Regions from separate parts of the Mus musculus genome. Here regions 1, 3, 4, 5, 6 and 7 are each linked to region 2. A link is a contact called in public HiChIP or PLAC-seq data. All regions are on one chromosome and are shown on one strand. Each heading gives the region's core, a stretch centred on a gene start, on an enhancer-like site or on the middle of the called end of the contact. The rest is flanking DNA. Distances are from core to core; before and after follow the strand shown. Region 1 holds the start of Gli1 (GLI-Kruppel family member GLI1). Region 2 holds the start of Stat6 (signal transducer and activator of transcription 6). Region 3 holds the start of B4galnt1 (beta-1,4-N-acetyl-galactosaminyl transferase 1). Region 4 holds the start of Pip4k2c (phosphatidylinositol-5-phosphate 4-kinase, type II, gamma). Region 5 holds the start of Kif5a (kinesin family member 5A). Region 6 has its middle 17 kb from the start of Gm23996. Region 7 holds the start of Baz2a (bromodomain adjacent to zinc finger domain, 2A).

Region 1 (3,690 bases), core at 404-2,903, 300 kb before region 2:
GAATCATCTTCGCAGTCTATTTTCTAGAGTCCTCTACGTACGTACCCCTTCTCCCCAACTCCCTGGAGTCGGCCCCACCCCCTTTTCCCGGTCCCGCCTTCCCCGCCCCCGTGCCTTCTCGGCCCACCCAAGTCGCCGCCGCAGGCTCTGGCTGCAGACGGCTCAGCTTCCCCGCCCGCCTGGGGAGCCCAGAAAAGCGAGGGGGGGGGTGAAGGGTGGAACATTCTTCCCTCTCTCAGCGCATCCTGAAAGCAGGCAGTAGCGCCCGGGGGGGGGGGGGAGGCACTATTGGAAAGTGGGGTCCCTATAGTGGAGTGGGAAAAAAGAAACCAGAAACTAAGAGAAAGAAGTGCCTGTGTAAATAAGGTGTGCGCGGAGAGGACACCTTGGATTCCTGGGTATCTCCGCCGGCTTCCTAAGGGTTAACCCCTATAGACCCCCGGGAACCCCCTAGTGACGTCAAGAGTGAGTCGGAGACGTCTGTCCGGCGGGGATGCCCAGAGAGATAATGGAGGGGGGTCCTTCTGAACCCCGCCCCCCTAGGGTAAATCACCCGCGTTCACGAACTTTCTTCCCAGAAGAAAACTGCCCATCTTTTCTCCCCGTACTGGAAGGAAAGACCTATACCATAAAGTCCCTGGTTCTCCGGATGCCCCAAACCCTCGGCCTCTACGGAGTTTCCTTTCCTTGATGCTGTTCCCAAAGCTAACTGTCCTGGGTTGATTGTTTCAGGGTCATGGGGCCTGAAAGAGGATTCAGAGCGGGGAGCAAGGGCAGGCAGGGTGGTCTGAGCCAGAGGAGGGGCCTCGGTCCCCAGATCCCGCTTGGGCGGGGGGCCAACAGGGATACACAAGCTGGCAGTAGCCAGTGGTCCCGCTCTGCCCCAGTAGGGGTCTCCCGGCGCCTGGCTTCAGCTGCCCCGGTGGTCCTGAGGTCAGAGGGTCAAAACAAGGTCTCCCCAGCTCTTCCTCTTCCTCGGGGGCCCTGCCCACAGTCTTTGGGAACTCAGAAGTCCAGAATTCCTAGGGATTTTCTACGGCCTACACCGCATGTTAGGAAACCCACCCAGCCTCCTCCCGAGTCCAAACCCACTCCTTTGCCCCTAAACCCCATGTGCACATCTGTCACAGCCACAGGTCAGGAGTCCAATCCCAGCCCGGCCCTCAGGGGTTCTGTTGCCTGGCACACCGCTACTCCCACCCCACTGAGCGCTCCCTTCTTTTGCGGTGGGTCCCGTCTTAGAAACACTGACGTCTTCCAACGGCGCTCAGAGACGCACCTGGAGTTCCCTCTACCACGCAGACCTCCAGCTGGCCGTCCCAACTGCTTCTTCATCCCAACCTCAAGAAAGGGAGAGATTTCTAGTATGTGGGAGAGGCGCGGACAAAGAGACCTGGGACAGACACAGATTGTCAGAAAAAAAGAAGGGGATGCAGAGAAAAGAAGGCACAAATTAAAGCAAAACAAGAAAACACCCAAACTTCCTAATTGCTCTCCCCAAACTCTCCCAACCCCATATTGCCTCTGAGCCCCAGGTCTCCTTCTGGGATAGGGTGAGTCCCTAGGCGTCAGAGCATCTCCTCAGCCCCTCCCCCATCGCTCCCAGGTGGTCTCCCGCCTGCCCCCCTCTCACCTCCGTCGGGGCGCGGTGCTCGGGATGCGTGGTCCAGGGCTGGAAACTGGGCTGGGGGGGGGGGGAGGTGTGTGGCGGGGAGGGGGGTCACAGGGCCACTGCAGCGCAGCTTCAGTGCCACCCCACCCTCCCAACCTGGCCCCCAGCCCTCCCGCCGGCCCAGCCCGCCGGGCCTCGAGCCGGGACCACCCGCGAGAAGCGCAAACTTTTTTTTTCCCCTTTGCAAAAACTTTTTCTCGCTGTTGCCACCCGCACGCTACGGCTCTTCCCGCTCACTTCCCTCGTATATCCTTCCTTCGGACCGTTCTAGAAGATGAGCTGGGTGGATAGAAGCTAGAGAGGGGGTGCCGGGCTTATGGCACCCCCAGGACCCCCAGGATCCTCCCCCTCCCTTGAGGGACCCTATACTGCCTACTACCCCCCCCCCCGCCCGAACACGCTGCTCTTGGTGGACAGTAAATCCCGGCGCGGATCCCTGGATCGGCTGTCCACGAAGAGGCTCTGAACCAGAGCCAGGAAAACATTGAGGAAAATATTGCGCGGCGGGAGAGGGAGGGGGGAAAGCTCACCCAGAAAGTTAAACCAGAAGCCTCGGTCTTCGGCTTCATTGGTCGTAACTGAGCTTTCCCCATGTCGTGGTCTGTAGGCCAGCCTCACTCTTTGGATGGAACGTGGAGCATTTGGAGAGTTGGGGTTTGGGAGAAAGAAGTTGGGTTGACTGATGTAGAGGAGGGGAGGGGGTGCGACCTATGGAACATGAAGGAAGAACACGGGCTAGAGTTCTAAGTGCAGAATGTGCATTCACAGATCACTGAGGACAGTGGTGCTCTGTGTAGAGTACCTCTCTGGAGAAACTCCGTTCTCCATCTCCAAATTCTGGACGCAGTTGCCACCTCCACACCTCTCTCTTTAAGGCTTTTCGCGCCCTCTGCTGGTCGTCCTAGCACATGGCACCCCTCGGAGTGGAAATGATTGCACTGGCGAACTTAAGGAAATTTGACAGGTTCCTGTCCCCAAAGCCCAATCGGATGCCCAGGGAGCTGCGTGAGCTCAAAGAAACAGAAGGGCACGCCAGGGAAGATTGCGAGCCCCTTGGGTAGTTCGTGATAGGGGAGTACCCTGTCTCTTTGAATCTGTGTTACCATGGTGACTGGACACAGAGAGAGGGCCTCTATTTCAGTTTCCCACCTGAGAAAGACTCAAAAGCATGGCGGGGTGGGGAGAGAGAGTCTTCCCTTAAACAGATCTCTCAGGCCATAGCGCTGTTTTTAAACCACCTTCTTGGCTCTGCAAAGTAAGTGTTTTTTGTTTGTTTGTTTTTTGTTTTTAAATTAAGATGGGCCAAGCAGTGGTGGCATACACCTTTAATCCCAGCACTCGGGAGGCAGAGGCAGGCGGATTTCTGAGTTCGAGGCCAGCCTGGTCTACAGAGTGAGTTCCAGGACAGCCAGGGCTACACAGAGAAACCCTGTCTCCAAAAAAAAAAAAAAAAAAAATTAAGATGAAGACAGGGACACATATGAGACCTAACAAGTGCAAGGAGTCACAGTAGAAACAGATAAGGGACAACACTCCATATAACTGACAAGTTACATCCATGAAATTTACAAGGTACCCACAGCCAGGCCAGACCAGTAACCACAGAGAAAGAGTTCTACACGTGTCATGTGACTTGTCTTACACAGACTGACAGTTTTGGAGCCTTTTGAGTTCTGCGGAAAGGGAAATGCTTTTGTGTTTTGATGACAGACTGTTACTCAGTAGTCCAGGCTGACCCAGAGTTTACTCAGGAGCCCAGGCTGAGCTCAGGCTCACAGCTGTCCAGGCCTCAGCCTCCCCAGTGCTTCGGTGACAAGCACAAACCACAAGACTGCTTTCTCCTGTATTCACTTAAAATTAACTGTTTTATTTCCAGGCTGTCTGGCGCACGCCTTTAACCCCAGCACTCGGGAGGCAGAGGCAGGCAGATCTCTGAGTCTGTCTGGTCTACAGAGTGAGTTCCAGGACAGCCAGGGCTTCACAGAGAAACCCTGTTTTGAGATATATATGTAATTTTT
Region 2 (3,854 bases), core at 61-2,560:
TTCCTCTGAGCCTTTATGTATCAGTATATTCTATTCTCACAACCCCACAGCTTAAGCCACTCTGCGTGCTCCGTCCTACAGATAATGAACCAGCCAATTCTGCAGTTAGCATCTTTGGCAGGACTTGAACACAAATAGGTCTTGCTCAGAGTCCATGATTATATTATATGTACATGTACAGTTTGCTCTGGCACCTGGGTGGATCTAAGTTTGCACTGTGTACAGTGCCCACGGATGTGCAGTGGAGGAATCAGCTCAGGCACCAGGGGGCGCCAGAAGCCTGGCTTTTGCTCTTTCAGCCCAGCCCTGAAAGGCAATGGAAAGCCAAAATTCCAACTTGACACAGCCACCCTCAGACTATCCCTCCATACACTCGACTTTCAGGTTTGGCCTTTTGTTATCCTCCCCAACAAAAACTACAGGACAGTCCTCTGGTTATGATGGTGATTCAGAGGCTGAACAAGGGGCGTGTGTGTGTGTGTGTGTGTGTGTGTGTGACTCTAAGAGGCTCTGAGGGCTGTCATGTGTGAGAGCCTGCTGCTACATGTGTAAAGCTCAGACACGCGCGTGTGCGTGTGTGTATGTGTGTGTGTATGCGTGTGTGTGTGTGTGTGTGTGTTTTCTTGTGGCCAGGGAAATTGCACATATTTGTTTTGGGGTGTGTCTCAGTGTTTACCTCAGAAACAGATAGGAACTTTGCCAAGGTTGCACAGCATATTCACATTCAAACTTGGCACCCTGGCAGCCCTCAGTGGCTATCACTAGGGTTTGGGACGTGGTATCCCCGAATGAATTCCTTTTCCTCCAAGGGACTCCCGGAGACTTCCAGAATTCTGAGCTAAGGGTTCCCCTCCCCCACTTCCTCCCTACAGTATCACGGGACTTCTAAGGCGTTCCTGCCTTGGAAGGAGGTGAGCCTAATTGTGCAGGGGCCTCGGGCTCCCAGCTGTTTTTCAGGGTCCTCCACTGGAGGACGCACACAACCCAGATGTCCCATAGCACAGTTCCCCGAGGTCCCAATCTCTGGCCCGGAGAAAGTTTGTGTGGTAGCTAGGCAGTTCGGGGTGGCATGCCTCTGCCAGATATTAGGTGACTTTTCCGAGGAGTGGGGAATGGATCAGTGCTAAGGGGATTAGAGTAAAGGTCAGCCTCCCTCCAGTGTGGTTCAATGGAGCTCCAGCTTTGCCCTCCCCACTACGTGCTTCCCCACCGGGTACATACAGGTTCACCCCACTTTCTTCCTCTTCCTCCTCCAGCCCACTTTCTCTTCTCTGTGTCGTCAGAGCGCCAGGGAGGGACCTGGGCAGACAGAGAAGCCGGAAACAGCAGGCCGGGGCAGCCAGGGTTTACAGTGAAGAAGGCCCGGAGACGAGTGCGTGCGTGCCTGTGTGTGTGTTTGTGTGTGTGTGCGCGCGCTCGAGCGTGTGCGCGCGTGCCTGTGTGCATATGTGTGTGTGTGTCTGTACACATTGAGTTTTTAGGGCCAGCCCAGGACCCGCTGGACAGACCTACAGACCCATGGGGCTTGGTAGTGCCCTCTGAGAGAGGGAGAAGATAGCAGCGGGGCTGCTGAGGTGAGGGGACGTCTGCGAGTAGGGAAGGTTATGGGGGGGCTTTGACGAACCACGAGGGATGGATTTTCGGGGCCTCTCGGATCCTCCCCCCTGGGCGGGGCAGTTGGTCCCCTGAAAATAGTTTCATCTGGGGTTAGCTGACGGCACTGGGTTTTGGCAGTTTCCAACTTTCGAAGGACTCGGGTGGGTACAGGCCTCCACATTCCGGTCCCCAACGTGTCGCGTCACTTTCCCCAATCCTCAGCCCTGCGCCTCCTGGGTCTTGGGACAGTCGCTGGGCAGAGGAGAAGAAAGGTTCTCTGGGTTGGGGGACATGGCTGCCTTTCCCTAGAAGTTGATGCTCCAGGGTCCCCGAGCCTGTCCAACCCCTAGCTGCTGCCCGCTAAAGGTTCCTACTCAGGGTGTGGCTGGAGGGTGAGAGAGACCCAGATGTAGATCTCATGGTGCCCCAGAGGAGGGGGACTTTCCCCCTCACTTTTTTGGCCGCAGTAAACCCTGAGATTTCCCCGTGGAGGGCAGCCGGCTGGGGGTTAACCCTCCTCATGCTGACCTGGCTCCACCTCCTCCCACCCTTTCCCACCCCCACCAGCGCCGCCACCGTCATATATACACGCACATTGGACAACTCAGGGAAGCCCTTGACTTTTGATATTGGGGTCACACGGCCAGCGGACTCGGAATGCGGGAGTGGAGGGGATAGATTTAGGCCACCAAGCTTACGAAGAAGCTTCTAGGTTGTCGGGCTTCCCCTACGGCGGGGAGGGGGAGCCTGGAAGGGAAAGCTCGCCCCGCCTCTTGAAGTGTAGCTCCGCCTTCCCACCCTAGGGGACTGATCTCAAGAAAGGACGGTCCTTGTCCTAGCCCGACCTATAGACCCTGCAACGTTACCGGCAGCTCAGGAGAAAAATATGGCTTAATGGCGTCTGGGGTGGGGGAAGGATGAGACTTGAGTCACTCTACAGGGAGATTTAGAGGAAATTGGAGCTGTTCCTGGCTTGGCGGTCCCAGTCCCCAGTAGGGTAAGGATAGGGCCAAAGGTCTGGAATCCGAACATTCCAGAGACTGGGAGGAAAAGGGAACAGAATCCTCTCTTAAATTTGAAAATAAGACAAATGTGACTCTTCGGGATGCCCCACCCAACGGGGTAGACAGTTTTAGAGCAAAGTCTGGTTGGAGGACCCTATGCAAGAGTTGAAGACTCTGCCTTTGGGAGTGAGAACTCAGGGAGTGGGAGAGCAACCGGGAAGATGGTTAAGGGTAGGCAATGTCCTGTGAAGTGGCCTCCTTCTCTTCTATATGGGAGTCCTGTGGGAGTTAAGAGGCTCAAAAGGCAGGAGGAATTGGGGAGACCCAGGGAGTTTCCATCCCATCTTCCTCCTCCTCCTCTCTGAGAGGTCATTATAAACTGAGAGCCATCCCTCCCATCAACCACTGAGCCATCCCCCTCAACCCAGCCCACTCTGAGGCCCCTGAGAGACTCAGGAGCCAGCACTCTGCTCCCTCTCCCTCCTCTTTCCCTGCCTTTCTTCTTCTCTTCCTCTGGCTTTTTGGCTGTCTTGTTGTCCCCCACTTCCAGACTGATCAGTCCTCATTGCTTCTCTGGTCTTCCCTCCCTTTCCCCCTTCCCAGCTCTTCCTGTCCTATCTGTAAGGTGATGGGATCTCTGAGCTGGAGGGAATTCTAACAGCACAGTATAGTGATTAATCCCAATGATGAGTAAGGGCCAGATTACTAACTTCTTGCCCAGTGGCCTTGGACAAGTTAACCTTCCTGAGCCTTAATTTCTTCATCTAGGAAAAGGGATAATTGTAAACTTTAAAATAGGCCTGGAGAGATGGTTCAGTGGCTAAGAGCATTGGCTGTTCTCCTGAAGGACCTGGGTTTGATCCCCCCAACACCCCAACACACACACACACACACACACACACACACACACACACGGCAACTCACAACTGTTTCTAACTCCATTTCTAGAGGCACATATATACATAGGCAAAACCATTAAGATAATAAAAAGCTAAAAATAATATTGTGAGGGGGCAGGAATGTAACTCAGGAAAGAGCACAATGTAGCATGTGTGAGGCCCTGGGAGACACTTGCACACGTGCACACATGCATGCATACACACGTGTATACACACATGCATACACACGAGCACAGGCACAGACACACGTACATACACACATGCGCGTGCTTGTGCACACACACAGGCACAGACAAACATGCACACACATATACACACTCTCGTGATTGCGCGCAGGCATGCGCACGCGCACACA
Region 3 (3,373 bases), core at 141-2,640, 480 kb before region 2:
CAAGAATAAGATGACTGCCACAATTTTTGAACAAAATTTGAAGCAAGCTTTAATACTAGCCAGGATGATGGACTCTGGCCAGTCCACTCCAGGGTTCCTAGAAAATGGCCACCAGCTACAATGGCCAGGTGATTATAAAGGGCTAACTCACAGGCTATGCCTTGGTCAGATGGAAGCAAGCATACATCCTGACATACTTCCTCCTACCTACCTCTCAACTCCCTGTGATCCCCTAGAAAAGTGAACGCATGTGGCTTGCTATCTGATACGGGTAACAGCTTCCAGAGAATCGTGGCGTATCTGTCCTCGGGCAGGGAGTTGACCGGTTACAAAGATCATTTTGATTCACGGAGTTCTTGGGCACAGTAATAAAAACCTAACTTTGCATTCTACACCCGATGTCTATCAAGTGTTTTGTAAATAAATTTATTCCTATTTACAATAATATTCTATCTACATGTGGGTCTGTGAAGGGGTATCCAGACGCCCGGGAACTGGAATTATTGTTGTAAGCTGCCATGTGGGTGCTGGGAATTGAACCCAGGTCCTTTGGAAGACCAGCCAGTGCTCTTAACTGCTGAGCCATCTCTCCAGTAAGTGTTTTATATAGACAGGTTTACTAATATTTCCCTTCGCCTCTTGCTTAGGGGATCTCTTCCGACTGTAAAGGAAAAAAAGCCCTTGATTTATTTTAAAGGTTTTGTAATTCTACTTTTAGCATTTGATCTGAAACTTCTGGTTTAAGGGTGGGTTTTCCCTCTTCTCCCCAACACACACACACAGTTCATTCAATATTGCTTATCTACAGCCCCAACCCCCAGACACATTTTTCATTATGTTTTACCTATTTTTCTATTCAATTTTGATCCTTCTGAGAACCACAGGACTTTGTTTCTGGTCAGTGTCGGGAATCAAGCCACCTATGGCCTACTTCACTGTCCATCTGGCCACTTTCTGCGGTTCCTCTTCAAGTCTGTACCAAGAAGCAGTTAGGGGAAGTAGGCCGGCCATTGAGTAACGGCTTGCCTCGGTTGATGGCTGGAATTCGGAGCCAAGAGGTCAGAGAGAGGCCGCTGTCTTTGTTGCTCGTGAGGCAGTGTTCACCTCCAGGGCTGGCTGGTTTTATTTATTTCATCTTCCCCATCCAAGTGTTCCTTGAAATGAGGTTAGACCGCATACTGAACCCAATCGCCCTTCCTGGGGCTACACTGTGAACGAGTGGGGAAATGGCGGGGACCGGGAACTGGCATCTTAGACACCGCGGTTTGGGGACGAAGGGATGTGAAAAGGGGGGACCTTCCCGGGAGGGCTCATCGCCTAAGCAATCTTCTCCGCGTCCGCCAGACGGCGCCGCGGAGCTCGCCATCCCCGCTCAGAGCCCGAGCCTGTGCCGCAGCCAGCCCGGGAGCGGCGCTGCGCTGCGGTGTGAGAGCCGGGCGGAGGCCTGAGCCCTCGGCTGCCTGGGAGCGCGACGCGGTGCCAGGGCTTCCCCGCTTTGTCGCTGGGGCTGGGGCGCGGCGGATTTACGATCCAGTTCACCCCGGCAGGAAACGTTCAGAACCACCCCCGCGCTGCGGTCTACAAAGCCCCGGAGTCCGCAGGCGGGAGGAGTCGGATCCCCGACACTGTCGGGCTCCCTCCCGCCCAGCTCCCGCATCAGGCCGTCGCCGGCCTCATGAGGACCCCCCGGCCGGGGCGGAGAACCGGGCACTGCCCGGACCGCGATCCTGCCGCGGCCTTAGAACGTTAGACAGGTCAGTGCGCTGGCACGCCCGGCGGCCGAGGTGTGGGCAGGAGCGGCGTCCTCCTGGCCTCGCGCATCGTGCCCGTGGCTCAACGAGGCCACCCGAGGGTCACCGAGGCCGGGCACCCGCGAGCGCGGGCGCGACACCGTGCCTTCCCTGACCCGCCAGGTGCAGTACAGCCGCCCCTCCGCAGCACCCTGGCCCGGCTGCTGCCCGTGGGGTGGGGGTGGGGTCCCCGAGGGCTGCGCACCCAAGATACTGCATGTCACCACGGCAAGCCTTGGGTGTATGCGGAAGCCCAGAGGCGAGAGAGAGGCGGAAGAAAGGAGGCCGGGAGACCTTTGGCGTGAGCATGAGGGAAGGGGTGCGCGCCGTGCGGAGCGGAGATGGCTGGCCTTGGGTACCTGCGCGAGCCTCGGAGGCGGCGGGGTCCAGAGTCCCGGCCCTCACGTTCTCTGAGAGCCTGGTCACCTCTCACCCTCCCCCATATCAGGATGCGGCTAGACCGCCGGGCCCTCTATGCGCTAGTCTTGCTGCTCGCCTGCGCCTCGCTGGGTCTCCTGTACTCCAGCACCCGAAACGCGCCAAGTCTCCCGAACCCTCTGGCATTGTGGTCGCCCCCACAAGGTCCCCCGAGACTCGATCTGCTAGACCTTGCCCCTGAGCCTCGCTACGCACACATCCCGGTCAGGATCAAGGAGCAAGTGGTGGGGTGAGTGCGGACCGCGGCGTGGCGGCGGCGACAGCGCAGAACATGCTGGAGGGGGTGGCCGGGGAGCTTTTGTTTCCTCCAGTGCTAGACTCGGACGCTGCTTACTGCTGACTGGTTGGGTGCAGTTATCAGGGAGGTGGAGAGGGCTACCGAAGCTTGAACTGGGGGGGAGACAGGGGCGCGGCAAATCTATCCTCCTCAACCTTGTCGCCGCCACTGGAGTGTGGGAGGATGTACAGGCAAAAGAGCACCCGGAGACTGCCTGCTGTCTTGATTTAGACTTGAGATTCCAGAAGGGTTCCTGGATGGCGGCTACGTAGACATCCTAGTAATTGGCCCTAGTTCGCACCTCTGTAACGCACAGATTTAAGGGATAAGCTGTCTCTCACCTGTGGGCAGAGTTGAGGGATCAAAGTGTGCAGCGCTGTGCGTTTTGTGAGATAAATGGAGCTTAGGTACCTACCTGGACTCTGAAGCCGCTTCTCCTCCCTTTAGGCTGCTGGCTCAGAACAACTGCAGTTGTGAATCCAAGGGAGGAAGCCTTCCCTTGCCCTTTCTGAGACAGGTTCGGGCGGTTGACCTCACTAAAGCCTTTGACGCTGAGGAGCTGAGGGCTGTTTCTGTCGCCAGGGAGCAGGAATACCAGGCCTTCCTTGCAAGGTACCAGTGAGAGAGGAGGATCCAGCTCTTCCCAGGGAGGCCAGTGGTGTCGTAGTGACCCCGTTGGAAGAAAGAGCTCCTCTCCTACTGACTCCTTTATCACCTCTACACTACAGGAGCCGGTCCCTGGCTGACCAGCTGCTGATAGCTCCCGCCAACTCCCCCTTACAGTACCCCCTGCAGGGTGTGGAGGTTCAGCCCCTCAGGAGCATCCTGGTGCCAGGTAAAGAAGGAAGGTCTCAGGGGTTAAGTCAGG
Region 4 (3,886 bases), core at 903-3,402, 430 kb before region 2:
CTCAGCAGTAGGTGCCACCTGCCTAGGCGAAGGTGGAGGGAGAAGGGCTGATCTCTGAGAAGATGAACACGTTAGGCGTCTGCTCCCCGGGTGCAGTTCAGTCGACAGCAGGAAGGATGCAGGTGGGATGCAGGAGGCATAAGCTCCCTGCGTCTCCAAACCTTGCAGCCCACTCACTCAGGGGAGACTCTTATCCGTCCTTTCTCATCTGTGTTACTACAACCCCTGTCCCCCGCTCGCGCCTCTAACAGTACATCTGCACAAAACTTTAATCCCCAGCTTATATTAAGTCCCTCTCCCTAGCTTTGGGCTCTGCAAGGGCAAGGCCCCGTCTAATCGGCACCTTGCAGGTTCAGCTAGTCTAGTGCCTGGCACACAGTGGTCCTGAACCGCTTATTAAGTGAATAGACAATGCCTGTCCTCATTTTCTCACTTGACAAAGGTTGCAGTCTAACCTAAATCCCACATGCCACAGTGCACGCAACTGCTCTTGTCCTCGGTAGGAAAGAGGACAGAACATATTCCTTCAGAAAGAAAAGAAAAAGAAAAAGCTACTTGAGAGTCCCAGCCTAAAATTCAGCTTTTCCTGCCTGCTCCTTACCACCTGCTAAGCACGCTGAATCATCGCTAAGACATATGTTCAAGGAGTTTCTCTGTTCTAAATCTTGAGGTTCATGTGTGCTGGCTGGAAAGCGAGGTGTTGATGGTATTTTGCCTAAAGAGCGTGAGGTAGGTCTTACGGGAAAACCCTCCCCTGTATGTACATGTTCCACGGGGATGGGTAAGTCACCTGGAAGGTACTAGGGCAGCCTTATCTCCACTAGTCTTACCCACAGCAAATGCCTTAAATGGAATCCTCGCTAAAGATAATACCCCTGAGAGCAGCCAAGGCAGAAGGGAGCTAACTGACCGCCAGCGATGTTCCAATCAGAACATAACAATGTGGCCTCTTCCTCGCCCCCTCACACCTCCACAACACATCATGTCTACAACCCAAAGAAGTGGTAATCAAAATAGTCCCTGTCAAGCTCAAGATAACTGCATGCTTCCTACTCCCGACCTAAGTAAGGAGAAAACCAGCCATGCCTCACTAGCCTTGGTTCCTCCACGATATCCTCAGGACAGGAGGTGCACTGGGCCCATCGGTCTCAGTTGCACTGTTCCGAGCCCCTTCTGGCACCTAAAGTCCACCAATAACGTCCTTGCCACCACGGCTCCTCAACCTTTCCCTGGTTACAGGTGACTCCATTTATAGCAAACACCATCACTCCAGCCAACAATGGGGACACAGCTAAGCCCAAAGACATATATTAGCATTTCGACCTCAGAGAGGGCATCCCTAGGGTAGAGTGGGGTAACTTCTCTGAAACGCTGAATCTCTGGAAAGGGCATGCAGGGTTAGAAGGTCCAAAAAGCCTAGAGGCATTCCCAGAAAAAGCCAAGGTTCGAAAGTCAAGGGCTGGGGCTCAAAAGCAAGGTGGAGAGGAAATCAAACTACTTCTCTGGCCAGGCAGTAGTACCCAGACACGCTTCACGCACTGTCGCACCCAGACCTCACCAATAACCCTTCAGAGCCACTCCCCTTAATGTCCCTCTGGCTGCAGCCGGATCCTGGCCAGTCCCTGTAGCCTGGGGCTGGACCTGACAGGAAGGAGTCAAGGAACAGAGCTGGATATCAGGTGAAGATGGAACTCTAGGGGAGGAGTAAAGGGGAAGGGGACAGACAAGAGTCTCCACCAGAAGCCACCCCGGGGGACACCGGGGAATGGTGCGCTGGGAACCAGGCCGGGCGGGGGAGAGGCGGCAGCGCGAGGACCCGGATGATCCTCGGGCCAAGGGGCAGGAGCCGGGGTCCCGCCGGTTCTTACCGAGTGAGCGACGCCCCACAGGAACACGCCCACCAGCGGGTCCGCGGCCCGGAACACCTTCACTTTCTGCTGTACGAAATGCTTCTTCTTGGTTTTGGAGGCGAAGCCGAATCCCGGGCCGGGGCCTCCAGCTGCCGCGGGTGCGGTGGCGGGAGGGACGGAGGAGGACGCCATAGTCTCCCGCGCACCCGAGCGAGTGGAAGCGGGAGCTAGCCGCGACTCCGAAGCCCGACCCGGAAGCGGTGCTCACCTGCGCAGCCGTCATGTGACCGGAGGCCCGCCCTCAGGCGCGCGAGCGGGGCGGGGCGGGGCCGGCGGGGATGGCTCCACCCCCTCGGCTGCCGGGCGGTCACCTGGCTCGGGTTGCACTCACAAGGATGCGGGGTTGGCGCTGTGCAGGGCGGCGCTTCTGTCGCTTCCGGTTCTGTCCAGTTTCTAGTGGATGAGCTCTGTCCGTAGGCGAACGTTCTGTTTGAGACCGGTCTCCTTGCTTAGTCCAGGCTGGCTTCAAACTTGCTATCCCCTGCCTCATTCTCGGTATAAAGTTTGGGTATTACGGAAGTGAGGATTGGTCCTCCATGAAGTTGGGGTTGCAGACTCCATGAAGTTGGGGTTGCAGACATGACAAATTTAAATATATACATTTAATTGTTCTATGTATATAGGTGTTTGGCTGGCACGATGTAAGTTCAGTGCCCCGGAGGCCAGAGGAGGGCGTCGGATCCTCCGAACTGAAGTTGTGGGAGCTGGGTGTCAAGTATGGTCCTCTGGAAGAGCTAATGCTCTTTTTTTTTTTTTTTTAAAGATTTATTTATTTATTTACTATATGTAAGTACACTGTAGCTGTCTTCAGACACTCCAGAAGAGGGCATCAGATTTCGTTACAGATGGTTGTGAGCCACCATGCGGTTGCTGGGATTTGAACTCAGGACCTTTGGAAGAGCAGTCGGCGCTCTTAACCACTGAGCCCTCCCTCCCTCCCTTCCTCCTCCTCCTCCTCCTCCTCCTCCTCCTCCTCCTCCTCCTCCTCCTCCTCCTTCTTCTTCTTCTTCTTCTTCTCTCTCTCTCTCTCTCTCTCTCTCTCTCTCTCTTTGTTTTTTGGGTGTTTGTTTGTTTGTTTGTTTGTTTTGTTTTGAGACAGGGTTTCTCTGTATAGCCCTGGCTGTCCTGGAACTCACTTTGTAGACCAGGCTGGCCTCGAACTCAGAAATCTGCCTGCCTTTGCCTGTCAAGTGCTGGGATTAAAGGCATGTGCCACCACTGCCCGGCTAAGTCATGTCTTCATCTTCTGGAAATATGAAATTTTAGGTCATGGCCCCAAGTTGATTTTTTTTTTTAATTCGTTCATTAATTCATCTAGTCAACAGGTATTTACTGAGAACATAATTGGAAGCCACTACCATTTTGGGGCTGATTCTCCTCTGGTTGAAGCAAAGGAAAAATTCTACCCTAGAGGAATTAAAAGTCTAAAGACGCAGACTAGCCAAGGAGAAGGCTGCAGTATTAAGAGATAAGGACATGCCGGGCAGTGGTGGTGCATGCCTTTAGTCCAGCACTCTAGGAGGCAGAGGGAAGCAGATCTCTAAGTTCCAGACCAATCTGGTCTACAGAGCAAGTTCCAGGACAGCCGGGGTTACACAAAGAAACCTTGTCTGGGAAAACCAAAATAAATAAATGAAAAGGTAAATTCAGAGCAAGATGTTGAAAGGCTTCCTAGGGAAAGAGCAGTATACAAAGATGAAGACCAAAAGGAAGACAGAAGACATAAAGACATAAGGCTAGAGACGGGACATGGGCACAGGAGACCCTCTTTGCTTTACACTGCTAGAATGTTTATTCTGACATTCCGGTGGATGACGAACATTGCCAAAATCCGTATACTGATGGTGAGCTAACCCAGTGAAGATGAAATGGCATCTACAGGCACAAGGTTTGAGGCCGGAAGTGTCCCTCAGTGCTACAGTGTTTGGCTAGCATGTGCAAGACCTGGGCTCATTCCCAGGTTCCACAATAAATAA
Region 5 (3,675 bases), core at 89-2,588, 380 kb before region 2:
TCATACTACCTTGTATTGGATCTTCAAGACTAAGATGAATAAGCAAGTATGTACAAACTCAGGATTTGGGCACTTTGACTTGGGAGGGCTTAGGATCTGAAATCATCTTGATACTACACTCGGGATAGAAAGGCACACAGGCCCTTAGGATCCTAGAGGCTAACTCTCCAATTGGGTGTGGCATCTGTGTACAGCTTTCCCAGAAAACCCTTCACCAGATTTCTGCTCCCTCCCCCCAAGTCCAGGCAGCAACTACTAAAGGCGATGATGGAAGGGCCCGTCCTAGAACCCACTCCCATTCATTCCTCCACAGAGGCCCTAGACTTCTCATTTCCTATCAAGCCCATCCACTAACCTTCCCCTCCCTTCGTGGAGGTTAGGGTAGAGATGAGAGTCAATAACAAAGGGAAAACGCGCTTTCTCTAGGGGAGAGGGAAAACATCACAAAGGCAGGGAACTGGCTCTAAGGGGTGGGAACATTGCAAGAGAGTAGCAAAGACAAGTTGGGGTTCCTGATGACGGGAAAGGAGCCCCCTCCCACTCTGCAGAGACTTGGCTGCAGGCCTAGGCAGGCCACACCCAGCCATCCTGATGCAGGGGAGAGGAGGGGCTGCGGCGGAGAGGATGGAGGCTGAGCATCCCTGAGCTGCTGCAGGATGACAGGCAGAGGGACTAAGTCTTGGGGGTGAAAAGATTTTTGCATCCCGCCCCCTCCTCTAATTTCCTTCGGATGTAGCACTCACCCCAATAATGACGCTGTCGTCCCCTTGGAAAATGGGGATGAACTTGTCCCCCCGCAGAATCTCGGCCTGGTTCAGGGGCCGAAATCGGCAAAGCACCTTGATGCTGCATTCGTTGTTAGTCTCCGCCATGGTGGTCGACGACGACGAGGGGCTGGGAGCGTCTCCGACTGCAAGGGTAGCGTGTACTCCGGAGGAAGGGGACGCTGGGCTGAGGTCGAGGCAGTGGACAGGTGATCTGTCGCTGAGGCCAAGGGAGCAGCTGGAACGCCTCGGGGAAGATGAGCTTTCGGTGTCCTGCGGCACTGGATGCGGGCGACCTGGGCGTCTGGTCCTCTCGCCGCGCTGTGCCTCTCCGCCCCTCGCGCTGCAGCCGCGCTGCGGGCCTGGGCGGGGCGCGCCGGAGCCGCGGGGGCGGGGTTTCCTTCGCAGGAGGTGATCCTCCGAACTGCGACCACCCAAAGGTGGAGTTTGGCTTAGGCTCACCTGGTTCCTTGATTTGGAGGCTCGCAAATAACCTTGTCCTCACCCCTTCCCCACACAGCTCACTTTGCTACACGCGACCTGTCTGTTCCTCCTTAGACTCCACCTACAGGAATGGAAAAGAGGACTAAGGTGGGCCTGTCGCCTGCCTGGGAAAGAGCACCTACGGGCCTCCCATTCCCTTAATTCCAGAACACACACCCCCGCAAAAAACAAAACAAAACAAAACAAAAAACACCCATTACACCCCACTTTTCATATTTAAATCACACTTATCCTCCTTCTCCCAGCCTCTTTCTGCCCCTCAGATGTACAATGAGCCAGTGAGCCTTTACGGGTGGGAAGCTACAGAAGTGAAGTCTAGATCCCATGGCATGGAGAAAAGACAGGCAGGTCTTGCCTACTCCTCTATAATATAATATATAATAGAAGTAAATATAATATAATAATAGAAGGAAAGACAAGCTATCTTCCAGCCATTCAGGGACAGATGGAGTTCTCATCGAGGCCTCTAAGGTTGGGGTGGGATATGGGTAGGCAGGGCAGCTTTTGCAAGAGAACAGGAGTATAGCAGCCTGAGGAAAGGAACAAAGGGCCAGAGGTCCTGCTGTGAGGAGCTTCCAGGGCAAAGAGTTACATTTGGGTCTCAGACGGGCTCAGTATCTCTGTGTGTTTACTGCCCTAGTTACCTTTGGACAGAGTCTCCATTCTTTTCTTCTCCCAGTTTCCACATCGGAAGAAAAGAAAGAAAGAAAGAAAGAAAGAAAGAAAGAAAGAAAGAAAGAAAGAAAGAAAGAGAGAGGAAAGGATAGGAAAGGAAAGGAAAGGAAAGGAAAGGAAAGGAAAGGAAAGGAAAGGGGACAAAGAGCCAAGCCCAGAGAGTTCTTGTCCTGTCTCCTCCGCAGCCCAAAACAGGAACACCACGAGCTGGTCAAATTGATTTCGCTCAATGTCACAGCCTCTGCTTGTCAACAGAGAGCTCCGATGCAGGGCTTGAGGTTCCAGCCAAGGGGAAGATGGGGTGATGGGAGAAATCAGAAGGGAGGGGGTGGAGGCCTTGGCTCAGAAACTGGCCAGTGTCTAGGGTCAGTTAGTTACTAAGGGGGAAGGATGAGAGGGCAGTGGCCTAGACAAACAAGCCCTAACCGGCCAGATACCAGCTGAGCTGGGCCTTCACTAGTCACACTCCTTGACTCTTAAGGGAACCAACAGAAAGAAGCCCAATACATGACCTGGAGATCATGGTGACAGAGGCCGAGGCTTGGGCAGAAGCCAGGAATGAGAATGGCGAGTTCCTAATTCAGGAACGCTACCCTCGGTCGTTTGGCACTGTTTCTGAAGGTTGCAGCATCTTGCAAGCTCAGGAAATATACCAACGTCCAGCCTCTAGAGACAAGAAGGTGGCATCCTTAGTGACTTCAAAATGACAGTCCATCGAGGCAAGAATTCAGTGGGTATGTGTGCCCACACATGCCCCCAACAAGGTTTTTATACAGCTGCAACAGTTCATCCTCTATTTTCGGTTATTTTAATTTTTGAGATGGGACCTGGCCGGGGGGGTGGGGGGTGGGGGGTCCTTACACAGGCTAGCCTGTTCCTGTATTCCTACCCAGGCTACCAAGTGCTAGGAATATATGTGGACAGCACTGTGTCTGGCTTGAGGACTTCCTTTTGTCCTGAGTGTACCTTTTTATTTCTCTAGTAGCACGTAGTAGGTTTTCTATTTGTCTCTCACCTCCCATCCCAGCCCCAACCCCCTTCCTCCTTCTCCTCTTCTGTTCTTGTTTTGAGACAGCTGGAGCTACATAGAGATTCTGGGACTCACTAGACCAGGCATGTGCCACCACACCCAGCCTTTCCTTCTGTTTTAAAAATGGGTCAGTGAGATGGCTCAGCAGGTGAAGGGGCTTGCCACACGACTGAGTTTGATCTGCAGGACCCCCATGGTGGGGAGAGAAAGCAGATGCATAACAGCTGTCCTCTGATCTCCACGTTCCTGTGTGCGCGCACACACACCACACACACAAAGAAACAAATTAAATTAAATAATTGGGGTTTCTATTGTCATGCATTGATGTGGCAAAGTAAGAGGATTAACCATACTGTATCTCTCCTCCAGAAAGATTGGTTGCTGACTGGACACAAAGCTACTATATGTAAGGTCCTGAGTTCAATCCCCAGCACTGAAAAGTGAGTTCCAAGCCACCCTGAACTACAGTTTGAGACCTGTGTCAAATTCCTTCCTCCTAATTTCTGGGGAACTATTAATGAAATTGATGACCGTCATGGAGAGTTCAGTCAGACTGTGAGCCAGCGCTTTTTCATTTAAGATGTCCAGACTTTTGAAGAAAAAAAGAAGAAGAAATAGCACCCTCAGACGAACTTGGGTTTCAGATTATTATATGCATATCAGAAATATAAGAAGCATGCTTATACTAACAATTGTTAGTTG
Region 6 (3,419 bases), core at 28-2,527, 330 kb after region 2:
TGATGCTCTGCCTTGCCTCAGATCTAAAGACAATGGACCCAAACTAGAACCATGAGTCAGAATAAATCTTCCTCCTTTGAACCGATCTTCTCAGATAAGAGGCTGGACCTTGAAGTTCTCTTATCCCAGTTATTCTGAAGCCACCAGACAAAAGGTGATGCCTAACAAAGTCACCAGAATGGAGCCCACACATTAAGGAGCCATGGGACATCTTGCTAAACAAAAGAAAAGGAAGAATTATAGGTTCTAGGAGGCAGCAATTTGATAGGCTTTGGACAAGGCGCTGTGTGAAATGAATCTCAGGCTTAGACTGCAAAATGAGTCTTGGGTTCCTCTGTTTCCTGGGGAAGACCCATTGAGAATAATGCACATGGTTTCCACCATCCCTCAATTGCATCTTAGCGCTGGTCTCAAAGAAAGGAATCGGCTATACCCTCCTATTTAATCTTACATGCCCCCGTAACTGAAGCACTATTGCAGCTGTTGGCATTAGGAGAGAAAGCTTCAGTTTTCTTCAGGGATGTGGCTCCTCGTATATCAGTCGGGCTCCCGTGGATGGCCCCTCTGAACAATACAAATTAGATCCAACAATGAGAAAAAAGAAAAAAGAAAGAAAAATGAAGAGACTCAAAGTTGAAGCAGGGGGCTGGAGAGATGGCTCAGCAGTTAAGAGCGCCAACTGCTCTTCAGGAGGTCCTGAGTTCAAATCCCAGCACCCACATGGTGGCTCACAACCATCTGTAATGAGATCTGACGCTCCTCTGGTGTGTTTGAAGACAGCTACAGTGTACTTACATATAGTAATAAATAAATGTTTTTTTTTAAAGCGTTTGCTGCTCCTCCAGAGGATCTGAGTTCAGATCCCAGCACCCATTTCTGGATTTCTGGTGATTCACAACTCTATGTAGCTCCAATTCCCTCTTCTGGACAGCATAGTCTCTCTCTCTCTCTCTCTCTCTCTCTCTCTCTCTCTCTCCCTCCCTCTCTCACTCACACACACACCACATGCATGTACTATATGTAAAAAAAAAAAGTTGAAGCAGGCAGGGTAGGGAGTGAGAGTCAGTCTTAGAGGAGTCAGGAACAGAAATGGGGAGTAAGAATTTAGGAGTCTCATGAGCTGAGAATGTAGCTGGGGGGGGGGTGTAGGTTTCCTGCAGAGTTTGTTTCACATGAAGCCCTGGGACCTGGAATGGATCCCCAGCAAGTGTGTGTGGGAAAGATAAGAAATTACACCACACTTTGATTCCATAGGCCCTATCAGAAAGACCTTCGGTCAGGGAACATTTGAATTCTCCAGTTAGAGTTAATGTTTATCTTCTGAACAAGGCACGACATGCACAAGTATGTGATTACTGTAAGAAATAAATTCTGACCTTTCGGTTTTTGTAAAGGGACACCCAGCCAGTATTGGCCTAGTAACGATTGAATGGAAGACACTAATAATGCTACCAGCCTCCTTCCCCACGATGCACACTGAAACCTAACCTCCACAAAGCTACCCCTACACGGCCAAACTAGGAATTTAGAGCAGAAAATTACTGACAGCCAATCTGGCCTACAAAATCATGTGACCAACATGCTTTAAAAAAAAAAAAACAAGGTGTAAGATGTAGGGACAAGCCCATGCCCTCTTGAGAAAGGAACGACTGAGAAAATAATAATAAGCCCTGGGTAATATGCAGGACTGTGTGCCCTCCTGATTACACGGAGGATGTGGAAAAGGGGGAAGGGCTTGCTTGTGTTAAGGCTTAAAACTCTCCTCTGTGTTCAGCCCATCCCTAAGGAGTCTTTAGTGATCACTGTCATGAGGTAACAAAGCGGTTTTGTTTCTCCTGGTTGGCCACAGGCCTGGGATACCACTAAATTGTAGGCTTCTCTGTAACTCAACCTGCCTGGCTTGCAGATTGCCCATATCCCTCCTGTTACTGAATTCCAAATTCAGATGGAATTAATATTACTTGCTATTTCTTGCAGGCCTCCCATTTCCAGTGACCCTGGGCCCCAGGCATGACTAAAGAAAGGAAGAGCTTTAGCCTTGGGGCTGTTTCTGTTTGTAGAGAGTGGAATTTCGTCCTTTGGGGATTTGAACAAGCAAAACCTTTTTGTGACTTTTCATAGCAACACATGATCTGTAGTTCAAACTTATGACACAGATATCTTTAATTTATTTCTCTTTAGGCTACTTGACAAGAGACCCAGACCCAAGAGAGAGAGAGAGAGAGAGAGAGAGAGAGAGAGAGAGAAACAAATTGTATCCTAACCATCATTCTTATTGCAGCCCAGCTGTCTTGCTGTCCACATCTATCAAACATCTGGAAATCTTCACAGCATCACACGAAAAACTGGGCTATAGGTTAAAAGAAAAGTTTAAACTATTAATTCATTGAAAATTATTTGTTGGCTACTAATCCATTTAAACTGTTTCATCTTACGGGTTCAGTAATTCATTTAAAGTCACAACAAAGTCATTTGTTTTCTCTCTCTCTCTCTCTCTCTCTCTCTCTCTCTCTTTCCCTCTCTCTCTCTCTCTCTCTCTCTCTCTCTCTCGATTTTTTTATGTATATGATGCTCTGTCTGCATGTACACCTGCATGCCAGGAGAGGGCATCAGATCCCTTTATAGATGGTTGTGAGGCTTGTGGTTGCTGGAGACTGAACTCAAGACCTCTGGAAGAGCAGTCAGTGCTCTTAACCACTGAGCCATCTCTCCAGCCCCACGATTCTCTCTTAAATCTTAAAAATACATTGCTCAGGACTAGAGAGATACCCCAGCAGTTAAGGGCACCTGCTGCTCTTGCAGAGTTCAGTGCCCAACACCTACATGGCACCTCACAGCCGTCTGTCACTCCAGTTCCAGGGATCAGACATCTTTTTCTGAGATCCATGGGTGCTATTTGGTATGTGCACACATGTGCAGACAAAACACTCATACACATAAAATTAATAAATAATTTTTTAAATACCTTAGTCTTAATGTTGATACCCTCAGCTTTGAAGAGGGGAAGAAAGATTGGATGACTCTTAGGATAACACATCTTCTGTATCAGTTTGGAACAAATTCTCTTTTTGCTACTGTTTTTGTTTCAAGACAGGGTGTCTCTGTGTAGCCCTGGCTGTCCTGGAATTCACTCTGTAGACCAGTCTACTTTAAACTACAGAGATCACCTGCCTCTGAATGTGCTACCACACCCAGCCAGACAAAGATATCTGATTAAATTGCTTTCTGCAGATTGAGAGGGAATCTAAACCTCAAGTTAAGGTACAAACCGATTAACTGCATGAATCCTAAATTATCTGAACTTTGAGAGAGCTGTTTAAGGTCTCATCTTGGCTTTTCCTGAACTTGAAAGTCACCTGCCTCTGCCTCTAAAAGCTAGAATCATGGGTCTGTGTCATTGTGCCTAGAAAAATTCAGCA
Region 7 (3,331 bases), core at 195-2,694, 450 kb after region 2:
ACTGATATTTTAAAGGTCATTTCCATCCCGGTGTTCGTGTTCTCTAAGGTTTGTAGAGAACCTTTCTCTCTCGCTAGCTGTAACTCTTTGTTTCCTTCATCCTTTACTGTCCCCTTCAACCACAGTCCTAAAGTATTAATATAGTTCTAACCTTCCTCCATATTTCTCCGGTCGGCCCTGTCCTCGCCTCCTCCCTCTCTCCACCCAATGAAAGCCCCGCCCTTCCCTCCTCCCTCCCACCCCAGTCTGTCATACAGGGACATCACCCTACAGCAGTTCAGGCTGTGTCGTTCGCAGGAAGCATACATTGGCTTTTTTGGGGTTTGCGAGTTCCCAGCCCATAGTTGGACAGGATCCAACAGTAGCCTTCAATTGAAGCAAGACCCAAGGACAGTGAGAATCTGGGTCCTAATCCTGAGTCCTGCCAGCCTGACATGGGTAAGTATGATAGCTGCCCCTGGGAAAGGCCTGAGGGATGCCCAGCTCCCTCTCTGGCTGACTCAGCAGGGGTGGGGCCTAACCTTTGCTCTTTTGGGGGAGTGAAGGAAGAGAAACGGACTGTGGGGGGGACACGGGGCTTAGCTGGTGAGCTGCTGAGCATTGGCAAGCTCCAGCTCTAAGGAAGAGCCTGGGGTTGTATCTTAGGTTAGGGCTTCCTTCCTCACCCTAGAACCCCCCGCTCCAATTTAAGTGCAGAGATTCAAGTAGTATTTTACTGTATTCATTACTAGTTCAGTCTTGGTCTTGTAAGAGATGCTTCCCCTCCCCCTAGTTTCTCTCGGTGTTTCTTCCTCCCCCCTTTAACCCACCACCGGGTCGGGGCTGCACTGAGCAGCTGCTTCCTGTTGCCCCAGAGGTTGCTGCAAGGGTGGTGGTGGTGGCTGGGGCCAAACCGAGCAATGAATAAAGTCGATTCTTAGCCCTGCATCAGCCTCACGACCCTGTTACGGATGGCCTCCACCATTGACAGGACAGAGAGCGTTTTGCCTCTGTGGTTTCCTGATTCCAGATTTGTACAGCTGTAGTACGGATAGGGCCGGGAGAAGCCTGTTTACCTAGCAGGGCGCTGTGCGTGACCCCGACATGCTCTCGGCCTTGAGTTCCCTCTCCTGCTCTCCTAGGCCTCCTTGAATCTTTGTGGCTCCCACTGTCTCTCCAGCCTCCTTTGTGAATAAGTCTTAGCTGGGCGCCCCGTGCCGGCAAAAAGAGCTCTTCAAGTACTCCAGTTCAGACCCACCGCTGTCCCCAACTACGCCGCAGAAGTTTCTGTCTTTTCCTGCATCTGGGATCCTTCCTGGTTCTGGCCCCTAGGAGACGCCACCCGCCGTCCCCTCCCCCAGCGGAGCCTTCGCGACAGCCGTCCCTGAGCGCTCGTCCTCACCCGGGTGGCTCCTGCCCCTTTAAGCGCCGCCCCCCCCCCCTCCGCCGCCGGCCTCGGGCTGGGGGAGGAGGCGCCGCCGCCCGGCTCGGCCACCTGCGCCGCCGCCGCCGCCCGGCCCGGCCCTGCTTCAGGTGAGGCCCGGCATCCGCCTCCAGGCCCGGGGTCCAGGGCAGGGCGTCCCCGCAGCCGCTTCCTCCCCTGGGATCCAAGCTCTGACCTTCCCTGCGCCCGCTGCCCTTGCTCTCTCCCCCGCCCTGCCTCCTCGCCCGTTCCTCCCCTGTCCTCTGCGCCCGGGATCCGGAGGCTTCTCACGCCTCTCCGCCATCCTCTCCCGGGAACCCCTCCTATTCCGGCCCTGGATCTCCCCTCCCCCGCGCCTCCCTCGCCAGAAAGCTCTCCCGCGGTCTGGGTTTCGCCTCCTCTTCTCTGGAACTAGCGCTTTCCCACGCCATCCTAACCCCGGAGGGGGGGGGAGATAACCGCCACCCCAACCCCTCTCCTGGTAGTGCGGGGGGCGGGGGGTACGACGCACGTTACGGGCGCTGTCCGCCCTGCTCCGCTCACCCTTCAAGTTCAGCTAAGTCTCACCTAAAGCTTTTCTTGCCGAGTTTGGGGTCGGACCCGAGCACCGCCCCCTGATCTCGGTGGGAAGGGCGCTCGGCCCCGCTGGAGCTGGCCCCTCCCCCTAGTCCGGGCGCCGGGGGCAGCGGCGCTGCGGGAACCTTGTGATACTCCGCTTCAGCGGCTGTTGCGGCAGAACAAGACTGGGGCTAAGTCTCTAAGGGATTGGGGGTGCTGGGTAAGGCAAAGGAAGCCCAACCTTCTCTATTTCAGGTTACTCCAGAAAACAAAACAAACAAAAACCCCGAGATGTCACTGTCTTATATGCCTATCATATGCCCAGCTGTCCGTTGGGGAATTTGGAGACTAAATCCGAGGGGCGCAGACCCACTTGGAGAAGGGGAGGGGTTACAATCTTTTTGGCATATTATGAGAGAACCTAACCTTACCAAAATACGGTGAGATTGTCTCCTCCGAACCTGAGTGCCGAAAAGGAACCAATGGGAATTGCTACAGGGCCAAGAGCTGTGGCTAAGGCAAGATCGGTTCAGTCATGGAGTGGGAGGTCTTTATAATTACCCTACCTTCAATAGGAAATACTCTTTCCATCCAGCTGAGCCCCGAGCTCCTTCTCTAGTGCCCCTGCCTCCAGAATTAGTAGAATGGGTGTCAGGGTTTGTCTTATACTACTCTGAGTCACAACTAAAGGTGCTGGGAAGGGCGCAGTGTGTGTGTCCTGTAGTGCTTAAGGTTGGATGCTTGGAGTGTCTTGAAGAGGAAAGGGAAGGTACAGCTAGGATGCATACCACCATCTCATAGCCCCAGCCATCTGGCTCCAGAGTGGCTGGCACAATGACAGCTGACCCAGAGACAGGGAGGTACAGCAGGAACTTGGAGGGTGAGAAGGCGGTGGCAGGTGTTTATCGCCACTTCACGTCTCATCATCCTCTGGCTTGTTTTGTGGGAGGTTCAGTCTGTTCCCCAGACACTCTTCTCACAGGTTGCTAATAAAATGACCGTTGGCCCCTTTCTCTTTGGAGTAGCTTCTTGAAGGGAGGCTTGTTGGCTAACCAGCCACATTGTTATGGGGATTGACAAATGTTTGGGGACACATGGGATCAAGTCCGCTTTTTTGCGTTCAGATTTGGCATGGGGGTGGGGGGCAGGTCACAAGTGTTGTATGTTAAGGCACCCGGCAAAAAGTAAAAAGCTTTGGGGCGTATTCCCTGCCCACCTTTATCCTTCAGAGAGTAGGGAAGATCGCAGCCTAGGTGGGATAAAGCGATAGGAGCCCTTCTGTACCAGATGAAAAAACGTATTATGCCCTGTTTTTCCTCTTCTAATATCTGGTGGTCTTCTATCTTACCTCTTTCTTTACTGGCTCAGGGC

Evidence for each region. HiChIP or PLAC-seq counts read pairs in DNA pulled down with a chosen protein or histone mark.
Region 1: a contact with region 2 is called in an H3K4me3 HiChIP or PLAC-seq map of embryonic stem cells, with 5 times the contacts expected there. The contact joins the promoter of Gli1 here to the promoter of Stat6 in region 2. A contact is called at or near these places in 1 of 15 datasets of contacts at CTCF or cohesin (the NIH/3T3 cell line), 3 of 484 Hi-C or Micro-C datasets (CD8 T cells and embryonic stem cells), 3 of 115 datasets of contacts at active chromatin or transcription factors (bone marrow-derived macrophages, embryonic stem cells and hepatocytes) and 2 of 9 other capture datasets (adipose tissue and pancreatic islet).
Region 3: a FOXA1 HiChIP or PLAC-seq map of pancreatic cancer cells shows a contact between it and region 2. The contact joins the promoter of B4galnt1 here to the promoter of Stat6 in region 2. A contact is called at or near these places in 3 of 39 promoter capture datasets (embryonic stem cells and liver), 1 of 484 Hi-C or Micro-C datasets (embryonic stem cells) and 3 of 115 datasets of contacts at active chromatin or transcription factors (embryonic stem cells, memory CD8 T cells and pancreatic cancer cells).
Region 4: an HNF4G HiChIP or PLAC-seq map of pancreatic cancer cells shows a contact between it and region 2. The contact joins the promoter of Pip4k2c here to the promoter of Stat6 in region 2.
Region 5: a contact with region 2 is called in an HNF4G HiChIP or PLAC-seq map of pancreatic cancer cells. The contact joins the promoter of Kif5a here to the promoter of Stat6 in region 2. A contact is called at or near these places in 3 of 39 promoter capture datasets (hippocampal neurons, liver and pre-B cells), 1 of 115 datasets of contacts at active chromatin or transcription factors (pancreatic cancer cells) and 2 of 9 other capture datasets (adipose tissue and pancreatic islet).
Region 6: an H3K4me3 HiChIP or PLAC-seq map of embryonic stem cells shows a contact between it and region 2, with 12 read pairs. The contact joins the enhancer-like site here to the promoter of Stat6 in region 2. A contact is called at or near these places in 6 of 39 promoter capture datasets (the SN4741 cell line, cranial neural crest, frontonasal cranial neural crest and 3 more), 10 of 115 datasets of contacts at active chromatin or transcription factors (the 230-238 cell line, the SCID.adh cell line, T-cell acute lymphoblastic leukemia and 6 more) and 1 of 9 other capture datasets (pancreatic islet).
Region 7: a contact with region 2 is called in a FOXA1 HiChIP or PLAC-seq map of pancreatic cancer cells. The contact joins the promoter of Baz2a here to the promoter of Stat6 in region 2. A contact is called at or near these places in 6 of 39 promoter capture datasets (the C10 cell line, cranial neural crest, hippocampal neurons and 3 more), 1 of 15 datasets of contacts at CTCF or cohesin (the NIH/3T3 cell line), 4 of 484 Hi-C or Micro-C datasets (B cells, embryonic stem cells, pre-pro-B cells and 1 more), 25 of 115 datasets of contacts at active chromatin or transcription factors (the 230-238 cell line, the NIH/3T3 cell line, the SCID.adh cell line and 17 more) and 4 of 9 other capture datasets (adipose tissue, embryonic stem cells, liver and 1 more).

The regions. Positions count from the first base shown.
Region 1 is chr10:127,339,926-127,343,615 of GRCm38.p6, forward strand. It overlaps Gli1 (GLI-Kruppel family member GLI1), which reads right to left and starts at 1,654. Exons shown (of 13, transcript NM_010296.2): 1 at 1,634-1,654; 2 at 1,280-1,393.
Region 2 is chr10:127,641,676-127,645,529 of GRCm38.p6, forward strand. It overlaps Stat6 (signal transducer and activator of transcription 6), which reads left to right and starts at 1,311. Exons shown (of 22, transcript NM_009284.2): 1 at 1,311-1,574.
Region 3 is chr10:127,163,766-127,167,138 of GRCm38.p6, forward strand. It overlaps B4galnt1 (beta-1,4-N-acetyl-galactosaminyl transferase 1), which reads left to right and starts at 1,391. Exons shown (of 11, transcript NM_008080.5): 1 at 1,391-1,754; 2 at 2,239-2,457; 3 at 2,953-3,117; 4 at 3,234-3,340. The coding sequence starts at 2,240.
Region 4 is chr10:127,209,470-127,213,355 of GRCm38.p6, forward strand. Pip4k2c (phosphatidylinositol-5-phosphate 4-kinase, type II, gamma) reads right to left here and starts at 2,153. Exons shown (of 10, transcript NM_054097.3): 1 at 1,869-2,153. The coding sequence starts at 2,042.
Region 5 is chr10:127,262,025-127,265,699 of GRCm38.p6, forward strand. Kif5a (kinesin family member 5A) reads right to left here and starts at 1,339. Exons shown (of 29, transcript NM_001039000.4): 1 at 744-1,339. The coding sequence starts at 872. Gm40800 (a long non-coding RNA gene) reads left to right here and starts at 2,280. Exons shown (of 2, transcript XR_872171.2): 1 at 2,280-2,677; 2 at 3,343-3,675.
Region 6 is chr10:127,968,759-127,972,177 of GRCm38.p6, forward strand. No RefSeq gene overlaps it. Among named protein-coding and RNA genes, the nearest start is that of Gm23996, 17 kb to the left of the region's middle. Within about 2 kb of position 1,278, at least 33 of the 459 cell types and tissues checked have an H3K27ac peak or open chromatin away from gene starts, as enhancers often do. A contact at or near this core is called in liver and second pharyngeal arch cranial neural crest, where this site is marked.
Region 7 is chr10:128,091,339-128,094,669 of GRCm38.p6, forward strand. It overlaps Baz2a (bromodomain adjacent to zinc finger domain, 2A), which reads left to right and starts at 1,445. Exons shown (of 30, transcript NM_054078.2): 1 at 1,445-1,512.